Linked DNA regions of Mus musculus: all the other regions are linked to region 1. A link is a contact called in public Micro-C and promoter capture Hi-C data. All regions are on one chromosome and are shown on one strand. The core of a region is the stretch at or near the end of the contact, and the rest is flanking DNA. Distances in the headings are between cores, read along the strand shown. Region 1 holds the start of Hnf1b (HNF1 homeobox B). Region 2 has its middle 20 kb from the start of Ccl5. Region 3 overlaps Mmp28 (matrix metallopeptidase 28 (epilysin)).

Region 1 (4,807 bases), core at 397-2,896:
GCTGATGGTTCTGACCGTTTGTCTTTCTTTGTCCAGTTCTTCCAACCCTAATGCCCGGATGCTGAGAACCTTAAGCTTCCAAACCACTGGGAACAGGCCTGCCATCTTCGCAGACAGGGGAAGTGTGTACACAGGTGTTAGCCAGCTTTGCACAGGTGGTCTTCTTCCGTGTCTACAGCTTTTCTGTATCCTGGATATTAGGAATATATTTCACAAATGAGAGAACCGAGGTTCAAAACCGCCTCTACCCTGGGGAAATGTGTGTGCCTGTGCGTGTGCGTGTGCGTGTGCGTGTGCGTGTGCGTGTGCGTGTGCGTGTGCGTGTGCGTGTGCGTGTGCGTGTGCGTGTGTGTGTGTGTGTGTGTGTGTGTGTGTGTGTATGTGTGTGTGTGTAAGCAGTTTCCTTCCCTGCAGCTCAGGTCCCTGCCTGGAGGTCTGGGTGCGGCTTGTGCCTCCTTGCTTCCTCTCCGGGTCCCAGGGGAGATGTGGCAGAAACTCCTGCCGTGCTGTGCCGAAAGGCTCAGAGCTTCCTTCCGGACCAGACCTGGGTGGGGGAAAAAACATTTTTTTTTCTTCAGTGGCTTTAGGGGTGCCTGCTCTAGGTGGCATACAAGACTCCTGCCACCACCACAGTGAACTTGTGTTTATAGAGCGCGATTCTTAACTCCCGGTACAACGGACTTCCTAGAATTAAGAACCAAAACAGTGGTCCTGGGTAATCCAGAGCTGCAACAGTCGGTCCAGCCACAGGTCAATCTACACATTCACTACTAGAAAGGAGACTCCGTAGCCCTAGTTTTGGGTGCAGAGCTCAGGCGCTGTTGGGTTCCGGGTTTAGGCAGAAGGCGAGCTCCAGGTGTCCTGCTCCCCCTTGGCTTGGCGGGGCAGGTAGCTGGTGAGCCCTGCAGCGGCAGAGCTCCACTTTCGCTACTCCCTCTGGCCATAAACGAATCGGCGTCTCCTTTCAAGGGTCCCGCAGGCCTCTAGCACGTTAACAACGCGCGGTCCTGGTCAGGAATCCGGCAAATCCAAACTACCAGGCGGAGCTGAGGAGGACCTGGAGAGCAGTAACCGAGGTAAAAAGAAATGGGGTCCCTCCAATTCGTTGTAACCGCGCCTAAAGCCACTCTTATTCCTGGCGCCCATTCCCAAAGAATCTGATTCGCCACCATCTGACTACATCTCCAGGCTTGCTACCTGCAGACAACCTGGAGGCTTTCTGCTCTCCTCACCCTCCCCCCCTCCCCCTTGCCAAGGCACCCCAACTTTGTCCAGCTCTCTCACCTGAACCCCCGAAGCGCAGTTTCTTCTTTCTGGACTAAAGCCGAACCTGTCGCTAGTGGAAAGGTCCCCCACCCCCACCCAGCCCAGGCTGCAAGCCGCTTGCTTTACCAGTCCAAAGGTCACCTAAAGTTTGGCTGATAAACAGAATCGGTAGAGAAGATTTGGAGCCCCCCAGCGTGAGTAGAATGGGCTCTGGCAAGTCCCAATCCCGGCCCAAGTCTCTCGCTCCGTTGGACTGTCCCTTAGGTTCTCCCACTTTCTCGGTTTTTCCCCCCTCCCCACCACCATTTGCATCTTGCCGAAAGCTGAGCCCTTCCCACTCATTTGCATATCTTATATGGCCTAATGGTGGAGATCATGGCAAGTTAGAAGTTTTCTGACTCCTCTCGGAGGAGTCTCCGGGACCCCAGAGAGTAACAGGTGTCTGAAAGCTAAAGGGTGGAGGGGTTCCAGGACTTGGAGTTCTCTTGTAAAACTCCCCTCCACCCTCCTCTCTCACACCCACCCATCCCCTCAACCCCTTCTTTTTCCGTCCTTGGAAAATGGTGTCCAAGCTCACGTCGCTCCAGCAAGAACTCCTGAGTGCCCTGCTGAGCTCCGGAGTCACCAAGGAAGTGCTGATCCAGGCCTTGGAGGAGTTACTGCCGTCCCCGAATTTCGGGGTGAAGCTGGAGACACTGCCCCTGTCCCCCGGGAGCGGGGCGGATCTCGACACCAAGCCGGTTTTCCATACTCTCACCAATGGCCACGCCAAGGGCCGCTTGTCTGGGGACGAGGGCTCAGAGGACGGCGACGACTATGACACTCCTCCCATCCTCAAAGAGCTCCAGGCGCTCAACACCGAGGAGGCCGCGGAGCAGCGGGCCGAGGTGGACCGGATGCTCAGGTAGGCAAGCGAGCGAGGTACGCCCTGGAGCCCGAGCAGTCTCTGGAGTCCCCGGCCCCTCACCGGAGGCATGAGGTGTACACTGCTCTCCCCAAGCCCCTTCCCCACGGGAAAAATAGCCCGGGGGCACTCCGCTTCTCTGCTAACTATTGAACCTGGCCCTCCACCGGGCGACCTGGAACCCCCAGGCTTCGTCTGCCTCCACCTATGCGGGCAGCCTGGACCCAGGCACTTTGTTGGTGGTACCCAGTCACGAGAACCGAAGGTGCGGAGCCTTAGGTCACATGACCAGAGGGGCTGGTGGGTGCAGCGAAAAGGCTGCAATTGCCCCCGGACCCACCAAACTTCCCAAACCCCAAGCCACGTATTAATCCCTGCGATCTGCAGTTCTCTGCAAAAGACCTGGCAGCATCAGTGGCCGAGGCCTGGGAAGCAAGTTCTCTGATTGTGTCCTTACAGAGCCAAGTTTAGAATTATAAAGTGGAAAGTTTGTTGTAGGGTCACCAGTGCCGGGCAAAAGAAACCATGAACAAAGGGAGAGAGAATAGGTGCTCCTAAGACCACCATGCCCTTTTGCAGAGGTGGGCGTGTACGCATCTCACTAACGACACCCCAGCAGGCTTAGGGGAGCCCAGGCTGGCTGGCGGTCCCTCCGGTGGCTGGGATCACTTGCCGGTCCTCTCGCCCGGGCCTACGCTTTGACAGCTAGTTACTAATTATCCAAGGAGCCAAGCGGCTCCCTTAGACTGCGCGTCGCTCCGGGGCCACTTGGCTTCAGAAAGGAGCCCCTCGCGTGGCCTCTGACTCTTAAGCCCTGCGGCTTCAAAGTTTCAGAGTTCCGGAGTGACTGTGGCGGCCTCCCTGGCTCGGCTTCCTCTCCTGCAGCGCGCGCTTGGGGTGGGATATGACCTTGCATTTGAATTTGCGCTTTGGGGACCCGGCCGCTCGCCCTCTAGCCAAGGCAATCTGGAGGACTTCTAAAAGTTTTTTGTTTTTTTTGTTTTTTTAACCCCTAAAATGATTTTGCTCTAATTTAAAAGCTTGGGTTTCTTTCGTTGCTGTTTCTCCACGTAGCAATGATTTTTTTTTTCCCCCTCTGGCTGAGTTTAGCGGCCTGGATGGTGTCAGGGGTAGAGGGTACAGACTGAGGTACCGAGCCCCTCGGAAGGTTTGGGACGGCAGGCTGGCAGAAAATTTATCCTGGGGCCTGGCTCAGGGACCCGGCATCCCGTCGCCAGCCCCCTGGGGCCTAGGTCCTTCCTCCTGAGAGCCACTGTCTAGTTCGCCTCGGAGCCGACTTAGGGAAGCCCGGGAGGCCGAGGGCGCCTCTCCACCGTGGTCCCCACCCCGGGCTGGACAGAGCGGAGATGTAACATAAACTGCAGCACGTGGAGTTGGGGTGTTATTAATTTATTCCTATAAATCATCAACAGAAAGTACACAAAACGTGATTAGGTTGAAAAGAGAGGCGGGTTATTCATTGGTGAAGTTGTAAACTCGGCTTAGAAAGGGAAGGAAATCAAAACGCAGGAGGGGGTGCTCGCCGGACACACGCGCGGAGGTACGGGACGCACCCCCAGGTCCCCGCGCTGCTCTGGGAAGCCGACACCCGCAGAGCTCTGCGGGCGCAGAGTCTCTGAGTCGGGGGTCTTAGGACCTGGGCCTTCTTCCCACCCCCAAGCCATGGGGAGCAGAAGGAGAGGAGCCCAGACTCTAGCTGGGGTGAGGACCCAGGGCACACCCTGAAGCTCTGTCCCATTCGCAAGCTGGTGCCGCCTTCCCTCCCCTGGGCCTGGAGCGTCTGACTTTATTAAAGTAATTTTTCAAGAAATTGCTAGCGGCTCGCAGGTCACCGCGCAGCCGACTGCAGGGTACCGGGCACTCTCTTTTGTTTTTCTCTTCCCGCTCCACCCCCTTGTTCCCCTGTAAGTCAGAAAGAAAAGAAAGGTGTGCGGGGGAGGAGGGTCACTCGGTGGCGCGCCTGGTCGCCTTTACCCTGGCTGGAAGAACCTGGCCAGAGTGGAGGGTTGCAAACGGCGGTGTCGCGCGCTCCCCGGCTGCGGGTCGGAGGCTGGTGTGCCCCAGGGGCTTAGGAGACCTGGTGGGCCACCTAGGGACCAAGGCCCCTGGTTCCCCGCGAGCCGGGACCCAGAGAGTCTCTGCTCCTGGGAAGCAAAGTCACCCTTGAGGAAGGAGCGGGCTGGACGTTGTGGCCACTGTGGGTTTGCTTTTGACACCTGCGCTGGCTCTACAAAGGCCGAGCGCTCCTCGCTACAGCGAGTTTCTCCTAGGGAGGAAACTGTATTTCCCAATAACTCTTTACCTGGGCCTCAGAGCTCTCTTCCGTAGGGAATATGCGGGGCATTCTGGGATCCGAGAAGTTTTTTTTTTTTTAGTTTTTCAGGTTTTTTTTTTTTTTTTTTGTTTTTTAAGATATAACTACGCCATCTTAACCCCCAATTCAAATATTTTTAATTCAGGGCCTGAAGGTTTTGTCTCAACGGTTTTTCTTTTGTTTTGTTTTTCTTTTTTCTTAATCATCTCGCTGTTAATTCCCCTTTTCACGGAACCACTCACGTTTAGAACACACTCTTATGCTAGGTTTTTTTTAGGTACGTAGAATAACCGGTAAAGAAG
Region 2 (4,880 bases), core at 1,068-3,567, 300 kb before region 1:
TTAGTTTGATGCCAACTTGACACAAGTTAGAGTTATCTGAGAAGAAAGATTCTCAGTCGAGAAAATGCCTCCATAGACTGGCCTGTAGGCAAGTCTGTTGGAGTATATTGCCTTGATTAATAATTGATGTGAGAGAGGAGGACATCCCCAGGCACGCCACCACTGGGCAGGTGGTCATGACCTGTTCTAAGAAAACAGCTGAAGGGCTAGAGAGATAGGTAAGTGGTAAGAGCCCTGGCTGGGCTTCCAGAGAACCCAGGCTTAAGTCCCAGGGCTCATCTCATAACCACCTGCAACTCCAGTTGCCAGGCACCAGGCAAGCACACAGTGCACAGACATACATGCACGCAGACAAAACACCCATACACAGAAAATGAATAATAAATAAATAAATAATATTTTTAAAAAGAAAGAAATCAGGCTGAGCAAGCACAAAGAGCTAGCTGGTACCAGCACCCCTGAGAGGCCCCCAGGTCCTGCCCTGACTTCCCCCAGTGATGGAGTGTGACCTGGGAATTGTAAGTTGAAATGCAGCTTTACGCTGGTGTTTCTCTGTTGATTAGGTATTCTGATACAGAGATATGCCCCCCGCCCCCCGTGTATAGAGTTTCTCTTGTCTAGCTGTGAATTTCTCTTACAAAAGGGTCCTTTTCTTGTCCACCTGTGCCTGCTGTTCCCCAAAATAATAACAACAAGGTAATCCTTGTGCCAAAGAGGTCTGTTTGGGATAGCATCCCCTGGAGTGATATGTCCTGCAGCCTGTTTATCTGTATTGAAACTTCACTCCACAAGCTTGTCATCTAGGGACTATTTTCAAGATTGGGGACAGTGAAACTGAGAACATAACAGATTTTCCCAGAACGTAACAGATTTCCCTGTGGTAAATAGATCAGGGTTCCAATTTATCACGCCTCTCAGCAACTGACTAGTACATCCACTCTTTTCACTTGTGATTCAAGACTCAGCCATGACTCTTGGTTTGGTCAATCGGCTAGTTAAGTACATGCACAGACGAGACTGCATCTCTCAGTGTCTCTGTTAGCACCACAGAAAGGTAGGCCTTGGCTGGCCTGCTGGTCTTCAGCACACTAGCTCTTTTGGCCACGATTAGTAGAGCTCAGGTCAGGTTTAGAGGGTGCGACCTGGGGTCAAGTGAGATGAATCCTTTTGTACACTGGGGGTTTGCAGTTGCTAGCCTTTATGTCCTGAGTGATGGGGCTGGGATTTGAACTGAGGTTTGTGTGATACGCACTCTTGTGCTGTACACCAGTGCCTTGTGGGAGATGTGTGCGAAGGCAGCACATAGCTCTCTGGCTTCCATCCTTGCCTGTGCTGTGTTTCGTGACTTCTGTGTGTAACCCACCTGAAGAACATTGATACTGGAGTCTGACGTGGGGGGGGGGGTGATTGGCAGTGGGGCAGGCTACTCAGCATTTGTTTTCCTGGATGAGCAATGCATTAAAGCCCAGTCTATATTTTTAAATCACTCAAGCAGGTCTATGGTAGGCTTCAGAAGTAAGAGTGGTTTTTCACAGTTATTTATTTGTATAGCACAGCATGTGGAAGTCAGAGGATAATTTTCAAAAGTTGATTTCTCTCCTTCCATCATGAGAGCTCTAGGGATGGAACTCAGGTTGTTAGGCCTGGGGGCAAGCGTTTCAACCCCCTGGGCCATCTCACTGGCTGGGCTTTTGTTTCTTACAGCTTTATAGTTCCTCCCTGGTGATGCCCTTATCTCTGTTGCTTGAGGTTGGGTCTCACTTCCTGTTGAGTCATTTTGGATCTTATCTTGGACAAGTGAGTATGGGGGTGACTCTGTGAGTATGGTGGTGACTCTGGAGATTCTACCGCACTGCTCTGATGAGTTTCTGTCTTTGTCTCACCAGACCACAAGCTCGGGTTCAAACTGCACCCTGTCGTGGATAGCGGCTCAGATCTTGGTCTATTTCTTTCGCTGCCAAATGCTTTCAGTCTAACTGAAGTTTGTTTGGTTCAAGCCAGAAGCTTAGACTAAGTGTGTACAAAGAATTTGGGATTTCCCCTCTGTTGGCTTCTCTTTTCTGTGGTTCCCCTCTATTCTCCAGTGGTGACTGTTGCTCCAGGTTCCTTCCTTTGGGCCACTGTCCAGAAATACCACATAGTTTCTACTAAGGTTTTAACGAATTATATCTACCCTCAATGGCAGCTTTAATTGATGTCACATTACTAGAGATTTTTAAGGTCAAAGCCTGGATCCCGGTTACCCCAACAAGCTCTCAAGACACCCGGCTAAAGAGGCAAGCCATTCAACAAAGCAGAGCTCATGGAGGCTCACAGAGACTGAAGCAGCGATCGTGGAGCTTGCGTGGCTCTTCTGCACTAGGTCCTCTACATATATGATACGTGGCTGTTAGCTCGGTGTTGTTGTGGGACCCCTAGCAATGGGAGTGGGGTGTCTCTGACACTCTCATCTCTCACTCTTGGGACCCTTTCCTCCTATTGGGCTGTCTCACCCAGCCCTTACATGAGGGGTCATGCCTGGACTTACTGTGTCTTTTAGGCCATGTTCAGAGGATATTCCAGGAGGTCTGCTCTTTCCTAAAGAGAACTAGAAGAGGAGTGGAGTTAGGGGAGAGGGGAGGTGGAGTTAGGGAGAGAGGAAGGAGTGGAGAGAAGGGAAACTGTGGTCGGGATGTATTGAAAGCAAAACAGAGAGAGAGAGAGAGAGAGAGAGAGAGAGAGAGAGAGAGAGAGAGAGAGAGAGAGAGAGAGAGAGTCATAATGAAAAGCAGAGAAAAGCTGGACGTGGTGGCGCACGCCTTTAATCCCAGCACTCAGGAGGCAGAGGCAGGCGAATTTCTGAGTTCGAGGCCAGCCTGGTCTACAAAGTGAGTTCCAGGACAGCCAGGGCTATACAGAGAGACCCTGTCTCGAAACCCCCCCCCCCCCCCCACAAAAAAAAAAACCAACAACAACCTACTCTCTTAGTTAGGTTTTTACTGCTGTAAAGAGACACCATGACAGGGCAACTCTTATAAAGAACATTTAATTAGGGTTTAATTGAATTAGGGCTGGCTTACTGGTTCTAAGTTTCCATTATCATCATGACATGAAGCATGGCAGCATCCAGGCAGGCATGGTGCTGGAGGAGCTGAGAGTTCTACATCTTGTTCTGAAGGCAAACAGAAGACTGGCTCCCACGTCGCTAGGAGGAGGGTCTCCAAGCCTACCCGCACCGTGGCACACTTTCTCCAACAATACCACACCCACTCTAACAAGGCCACACCACCTAATACTGCCACTCCCTAGGCCAAACATATTCAAGCCACCACACCTGCCAAGTCGTCCTAACTCAGGGTTTCCCCTTTTCCCTTTATGAACTGTCATTTACCTATGGGCTACTTCTGTCTCCTCTTTAGCCAGAGGCAGTCATTTGGCCCTCTGGGGCAAATACCCCTTCCCTCCTCTCCCTTGTTCTTTTCCCCTTCTCCCTTATTCTCTATCTCATGTCCTTGTCTCTTATTCCCTGCCCTCTGTCCCTCTGAGGTAAATAAATCTCCTTTGTGCTGAGGACTTGGTCTCGGTGTTCCTGTGCTGACTCCGATCCTTTCACTGTTTGCATGTTGTCCAGCTGTGATCTTGCGCGCGCTTGACTGGCCAGGAAGAACGACGCTGCAACAGGATCCTTCCGCACACGTTTATTGGGAGAGCTTGATTGCAGAGGCAAAGAGACCCCAAGCCCAGAACTGGTGCTGCTTATATATGCCTAGGAGAGGCGTGTCTCACATCTGATTGGTTAACTTGTCTCTCATCTGATTGGTTAACTTTGGTTAATTCTCAAAACCTCATCTTGGCAAAAGAACCTTTACTGCCTGTGTATGTGTGGTGGCCAGCAGTAGCCAACTGCCACTCTGTAACTGCCACTCTGTAACTGCCACTCTGTAACTGCCCCTCTGTAACTGCCACTCTGTAACTGCCACTCTGTAACTGCCACTCTGCAATGGCTTCCCACACTGTGAGCCTCTGTTTTAATTACCATCTACTTCCAGAAGCCTCTCTGAGGAGTTGAGTGGCGCGCTAATCTATGGCTATAGCAATATGTCATTAGGGCTCGTTTTATGACTATGTTTATTTAACAGAGTAGTAGTAGTAGTAGGTTTTTCCCATGGCCTATCTTGTCTCAGGTCCTTAGCCTCAGAGCCAGAAGAGGGGAAGCTCCCAGATGAGTATCAATTCGATTTCTCCACGTTCTGTAATGTAAGGATGTGGTATCCTCAGCCATGGTGCCTTAGTGTTGTAAAGAATAACCAAGCTTGTAATGTTGGGGGAGTCTATGGGACTCCTAGGGCAAACTACTCAAAAAGATGTAACCCATTCCTGCCACTGCTGCCACTGGGGTTTTTAGTTTGGTAGCATGTGATGCCTCGTTGGGGTATTATCTCTCCTATTACACGGTATCTTCACTTACAACTCTTTATATATATGTATTTATTTTAGGAAGATACTACGGCAGTGATTTTCATGTGGGCTTTCAAAAGGTCTTTAGTGTTAGTTTTCCCTGATGTTAAGATAAAAGCATGACGAAATAGGAAACAAGACTTTAAATTACTGTCATTAATTTTTTCCAATTTTTATTAGGTATTTACTTCATTTACATTTCAAATGCTATCCTGAAAGTCCCCTATACCCTCCCACCACCCCCTCCCCTACCCACCCACTCCCACTTCTTGGTCCTGGTGTTTCCCCTGTACTGAGGCATATAAAGTTTGCAAGATCAAGGGGCCTCTCTTCCCAATGATGACCGACTAGGCCATCTTCTGCTACATATGCAGCTAGAGACACAAGCTCTGTGGGTACTGGTTAGTTCATATTGTTGTTCCACCTATAGGGTTGCAGACCCC
Region 3 (4,277 bases), core at 1,713-4,212, 400 kb before region 1:
TCCGCTAGGGGCCAAACTGCTTGAGTTCCAGTACTAGATTTACTTTTTACTGTGTGACGTTGGACAGATAGCTTAACCTCTCTGATAAGATTCCTGATCTGAAGCTGGACCGTTGGTGGCGCACACCTTTAATCCCAGCACTTGGGAGGCAGAGGCAGGCGGATTTCTGAGTTCGAGGCTTCCTAACCTTGGCACTTGGTGTGTTCTGTTCGGGAATCTGCAGATTTAACAATGTGCTTCTATGTGTGGAGTTCAAGGCCAGCAGGGGCTACATTGGAGAGACTCTGGATTTTTTTTTGTTTGTTTGTTTGGTTGGTTGGTTTTTTAATTGTTTTAAGTGTGTCAGATGTGCCATGTGGGGATCAGAGGACAAACTGGGGAACTCAATTCTCATCTTCTACCGTGTGGATCCCAGGGATCAAACTTAGGTCTGCAAGCTTGGCAGCAAGGACAAGCACCTTCACCCATACCCATGAGTCATACCACCACCAGCCTTTATTTGGACAGGGTCTTATTACGCTGTGTGTGTGTGTGTGTGTGTGTGTAAATGCATGTATGTTGCATGTATGCTCACGTATGTATGCAAGCCAGAGGCTGATGCTGGGATTCTTGTCTCAGTCACTTTTTTAACTTAATCCCCCCTCCCTTTTTTTGTTTTTGTTTTTGTTTTGTTTTGGTTTTTTGTTTTTTGTGACAGGGTTTCTCTGTATAGCCCTGGCTGTCCTGGAACTCACTTTGTAGACCAGGCTGGCCTCGAACTAAAAAATCCACCTGCCTCTGCCTCCCGAGCACTGGGATTAAAGGCGTGAGCTTTTAGGGCTTCTTTTCTTTTCTTTCTTTTTTTAAAATCTTTTGAGACAATGTCTTTATACAGCTCTGGGTTGCCTGGAGCTCAGAGCTCTTCCAGTCCCTGCCTCCCAAGAGCTAGAATTAAAGGTAGGGAGGGGTCCCTACATCCTCCCATTAAAATTTCTAATTGATTGTATTTTGTCTGCATATGTGTCTGTGTGTACCACGTGTGCCTGTTGCCCTCAGAAGCCAAGAGGGTGTGGGATTACCTGGAACCGGTGTTATGATTGTGAGCCACTGTGAATGAGCCAAAGTCAGGTTTTTCAAAGAAGCTGCTGGCACTTGTAAACACTGAGCCACCTCTCCAGCCCCTTCCACTATCATATCATTGTTATTATCAATTTCAAGACAGGGGCCTTGCACTGAACCTGAAGCTTGCCATTCTGTGAGCCCCCAAGGTTTTCCTGTCTCCATCCCCCAGTTGCTGGGGTTACGTGCGTGCTGAGAATCTGAACCCAGGTCCTCACACTTGCACAGCATGGAACCGTCTCCCCAGTTTCATGACCACCGTAATGCCAGGGTTCCAGGTGTGTGCCACCACGCCTGGCTGATATATCTAGTTTCCTGTAAACATGTGTCTTCCCCCTGCCAGGACTCCTCTAGGCCTCTCACCCTGCCCATTGTAGTGGTGAGCAGAGACAGTCAGCTCTTCAGTGATTGTCACAGGTATGTCTGGGTCCCCGCAGAAATAACTAGATGTGGCTTCTAGGTCGTGGCCCTCATATACACCTTCAAATGAGGCAGGTGACCCTGACAGAGGTTAGCAAATGGTACTGTGACAATGTTAGCTCATCAAGAGTCCTTTCAGCATCGCCTTCTAGGAGCCCAGGTCGGCAGGGACTGACAAGGGCAGGAGGAACATCAGCTGTGTCCAGCACTGCTCAGCCTGCTCAGCTCTCACCGAGGAGCGCAAATAGCGCATAGCCAGATTCGGAAGGCCAGTGCGGAGCAGAATGGGAGAATGGCTCACACTGCAGAGGAAGCCTTCCGGCTGGGGACAAATGGACCCGGCTGTGGCTATGATCTCTGAAGCACTTCTGTGAATGTAGGGTAAAGGCTCCTGGTTATCAGGGGACAGGGGAGGAAGGGGCTGATGGGGGACTCGGGATATCTTATGAAAGCCGACTCTGGAGAACAGCAGAAGCACAGGCCTGTCTAGAAGCAGGAATTGACAGGATTCCTGAATGTTCTCCAAGAACCCAGCATACTCTAGAGTCAGCAAAGTGCTTTCTACACCAAACCTTATCTGGCTGTCCTTTCAGCCATGAGGTACACCGTGGGCAGGGCCTGTTGTTCTTATTTTACAGATGAAGTGATAGGTGGTCCTTTTGGAGGAGAACCTGTTTTGGCTGTGCTTTCAAGAATGGAAACTCCACTGCCACCCTCAGGCTGCCTTTCCTAGGCAAGCAACCCCCTTGCTGTGTGGAAGAAGGCTTTGGGACAGCACCTGGGCCATCGAAGGCGTTGGCCAGCCCATCATTGTGGTCTCCTTGGAAGAAGGTGAGGCGGATGTCGGCAGGGCCCGTGGCTGGGGCTTCCCAGAACTCCAGTGCTGACACATTACTCCACAGCTGGAAGGCAGCGCGCACGGCCCCTCGAACAGCTGGCTCGGGCAGGCGCTCAGGCCAGTTCACCAGGCGGTAGGAAAGATGCTGCTTGTACCATTTGTTACCTGCCACCCAGAAAGGCCATGTGAGTCATACGGGCTGCAGAGGCTGGTCCCCACAGGCCCAGTAGGATAGGTTGGCCCTGCCCCAGGGAGACCTTTTATCTGATAGGGAGCACTCAGCTCTTGCCTTGAGCAGCCAGCCTCCCATTTGATAGGCAGAAAGATATGTCACTGCTGAAGGGAGCTCTCGCCCTGGGCAGACCACCCTTCCCCAGGAGCATCTCCAATTTATTGGCCTGGGAGGTCTGCTGATAGAGATGTCGCTTCTTCCAGGAAAAGGCCCCCTTCAAGGATCAGTCTGAACTCCTGGTGTCCGGTCTCACTCTTTTCCACAGCCTAGGCTGAGTCTGAGGAAGCTACACGCCTCTTGCTGACTGACAGTCACTCTGTGAGGCCCAACCTCAGTGTCCGGATGGAGAGACAGTAGGGGTCACTGAGGTCACAGCTGTGCCTGCCTCAGGCGCTCTATCCACCCTCACAGTCTCCTGCCACCTCCCAGAGGCTCCACTCTGGACTTGCCAGAATCTAGGGCCGGCAGCTGGCCAACAACCAAAAGAAAAAAAACCAACAAAAAACCCCCATATATGCAAGTTCCTTGACCTCCTTCCCCGCTTCTCCGGGGACTCTGGAGAGCTCCCGAGTTGAAGACAAATAAGAACAAAGGGTGTGTTTTGTCACAGGCCCAAATAAGTTTTCCATCTCTTCTTTCTTAAGTTGCTTTCCCTTTGGCCCAAGCCTCAGATCCTCCCTGAAGGCTGGGACTCTGGCCTCTGCTGCAGCCCTAGGTCATTCATTTACATTGGACCCATCTGCGTTTGCCGTGCAGCCAGGAGCAGAGTAGCCAGAATGTCTGGCTTCTGGGTTTGTCAGGGATGGCCCCTGGGCCCTAAACCTCAGAGTCTGAAATCCCAAATGGAAGCCTCATCGCTTTCAGGCAAGATTCCTGGGGTCCAGACTTGGATGCCTGTGACCCCCCCGGGGGGGGGGGAGCTGCCCACAGCTGCAGAGTGAGATAGGAACTGAGTTGGACACCCCCTCCCCGCACCCCTTCCCGGCCCAGTACTCCTACTGTACCACATAGATAAGCAAGCAATCCTCTCGGCAGAGATGCCAGGCCTATACATGTGCCTAAACATCACTTGGTCGGTCAAAGCTTAGCAAGGACTGAGATTTCCCTAGATGGAAGGGAGGTCCCTTCTGGCCCTTCTCTACCCAGGGAGAGGGGGTGGGGTGTGCCCCACTCTATTCAAAGCAATGCTTCTCTTTGAGCATGTTTGGCCTGGCAGCCACCCAACTACTGCCTCTCAGCCAGTGACCAGTCCTTAGGGTGTGAAGAGGGAATTATTTTGAGGGAGAGAGGGGGACAAGGGAAGGTGAAAGCAAGGCTGGGGTCCTGTGGTGTCTACCTAGGACAGGTCCATTCTTTACTAAGAACAATCTGCTGCTTGCTTTAAATCCCCTCAGGACACAGAGTAGCTGCACTAGGCTTTCTTACATCCTGTTGTAACTCTTAAGACTCTCCCAGACCACCATCACCAAAGCAAACCTTTAACCTTCTAGCAAATGGTACCAGGTGGCTCCTTCTGCGGTCATCCCCTCTCCACCCCCAGCAGGAAAGAGGGAGGGTGGTAGTTATCTTAATGGCCAATGAAGGTTATAGGTCTCCAGAAAAGAATCCTCTGTGACGTGGGGTGGGGGAAGGGTAGGGAGAATGACTAGGAACAGGAATTGGGGGAGGGGGAGAAGAGTGCTTTCCTTG

The links. Promoter capture Hi-C pulls out the DNA fragments that hold promoters and counts their contacts. Hi-C and Micro-C count contacts between places; a contact is called where the count stands out from the background.
Region 2: a promoter capture Hi-C map of hematopoietic stem and progenitor cells shows a contact between it and region 1, with 2.2 times the contacts expected there. The contact joins the enhancer-like site here to the promoter of Hnf1b in region 1. A contact is called at or near these places in 4 of 39 promoter capture datasets (hematopoietic stem and progenitor cells, hippocampal neurons, pre-B cells and 1 more) and 1 of 9 other capture datasets (pancreatic islet).
Region 3: a Micro-C map of embryonic stem cells shows a contact between it and region 1, with 1.7 times the contacts expected there. The contact joins the enhancer-like site here to the promoter of Hnf1b in region 1. A contact is called at or near these places in 2 of 484 Hi-C or Micro-C datasets (both in embryonic stem cells), 2 of 115 datasets of contacts at active chromatin or transcription factors (bone marrow-derived macrophages and pancreatic cancer cells) and 1 of 9 other capture datasets (macrophages).

The regions. Positions count from the first base shown.
Region 1 is chr11:83,849,223-83,854,029 of GRCm38.p6, forward strand. It overlaps Hnf1b (HNF1 homeobox B), which reads left to right and starts at 1,647. Exons shown (of 9, transcript NM_009330.3): 1 at 1,647-2,170. The coding sequence starts at 1,827. It overlaps Gm12576 (a long non-coding RNA gene), which reads right to left and starts at 1,409. Exons shown (of 4, transcript XR_388929.3): 1 at 1,285-1,409; 2 at 1-1,057.
Region 2 is chr11:83,548,509-83,553,388 of GRCm38.p6, forward strand. No RefSeq gene overlaps it. Among named protein-coding and RNA genes, the nearest start is that of Ccl5, 20 kb to the left of the region's middle. Within about 2 kb of position 2,318, at least 95 of the 459 cell types and tissues checked have an H3K27ac peak or open chromatin away from gene starts, as enhancers often do. A contact at or near this core is called in hematopoietic stem and progenitor cells, where this site is marked.
Region 3 is chr11:83,445,224-83,449,500 of GRCm38.p6, forward strand. Mmp28 (matrix metallopeptidase 28 (epilysin)) reads right to left here. Exons shown (of 8, transcript NM_001320300.1): 4 at 2,297-2,521. Gm51913 (a long non-coding RNA gene) reads left to right here. Exons shown (of 2, transcript XR_003949748.1): 2 at 2,157-4,277. Among named protein-coding and RNA genes, the nearest start is that of Gm51913, 3.0 kb to the left of the region's middle. Within about 2 kb of position 2,963, at least 58 of the 459 cell types and tissues checked have an H3K27ac peak or open chromatin away from gene starts, as enhancers often do. A contact at or near this core is called in embryonic stem cells, where this site is marked.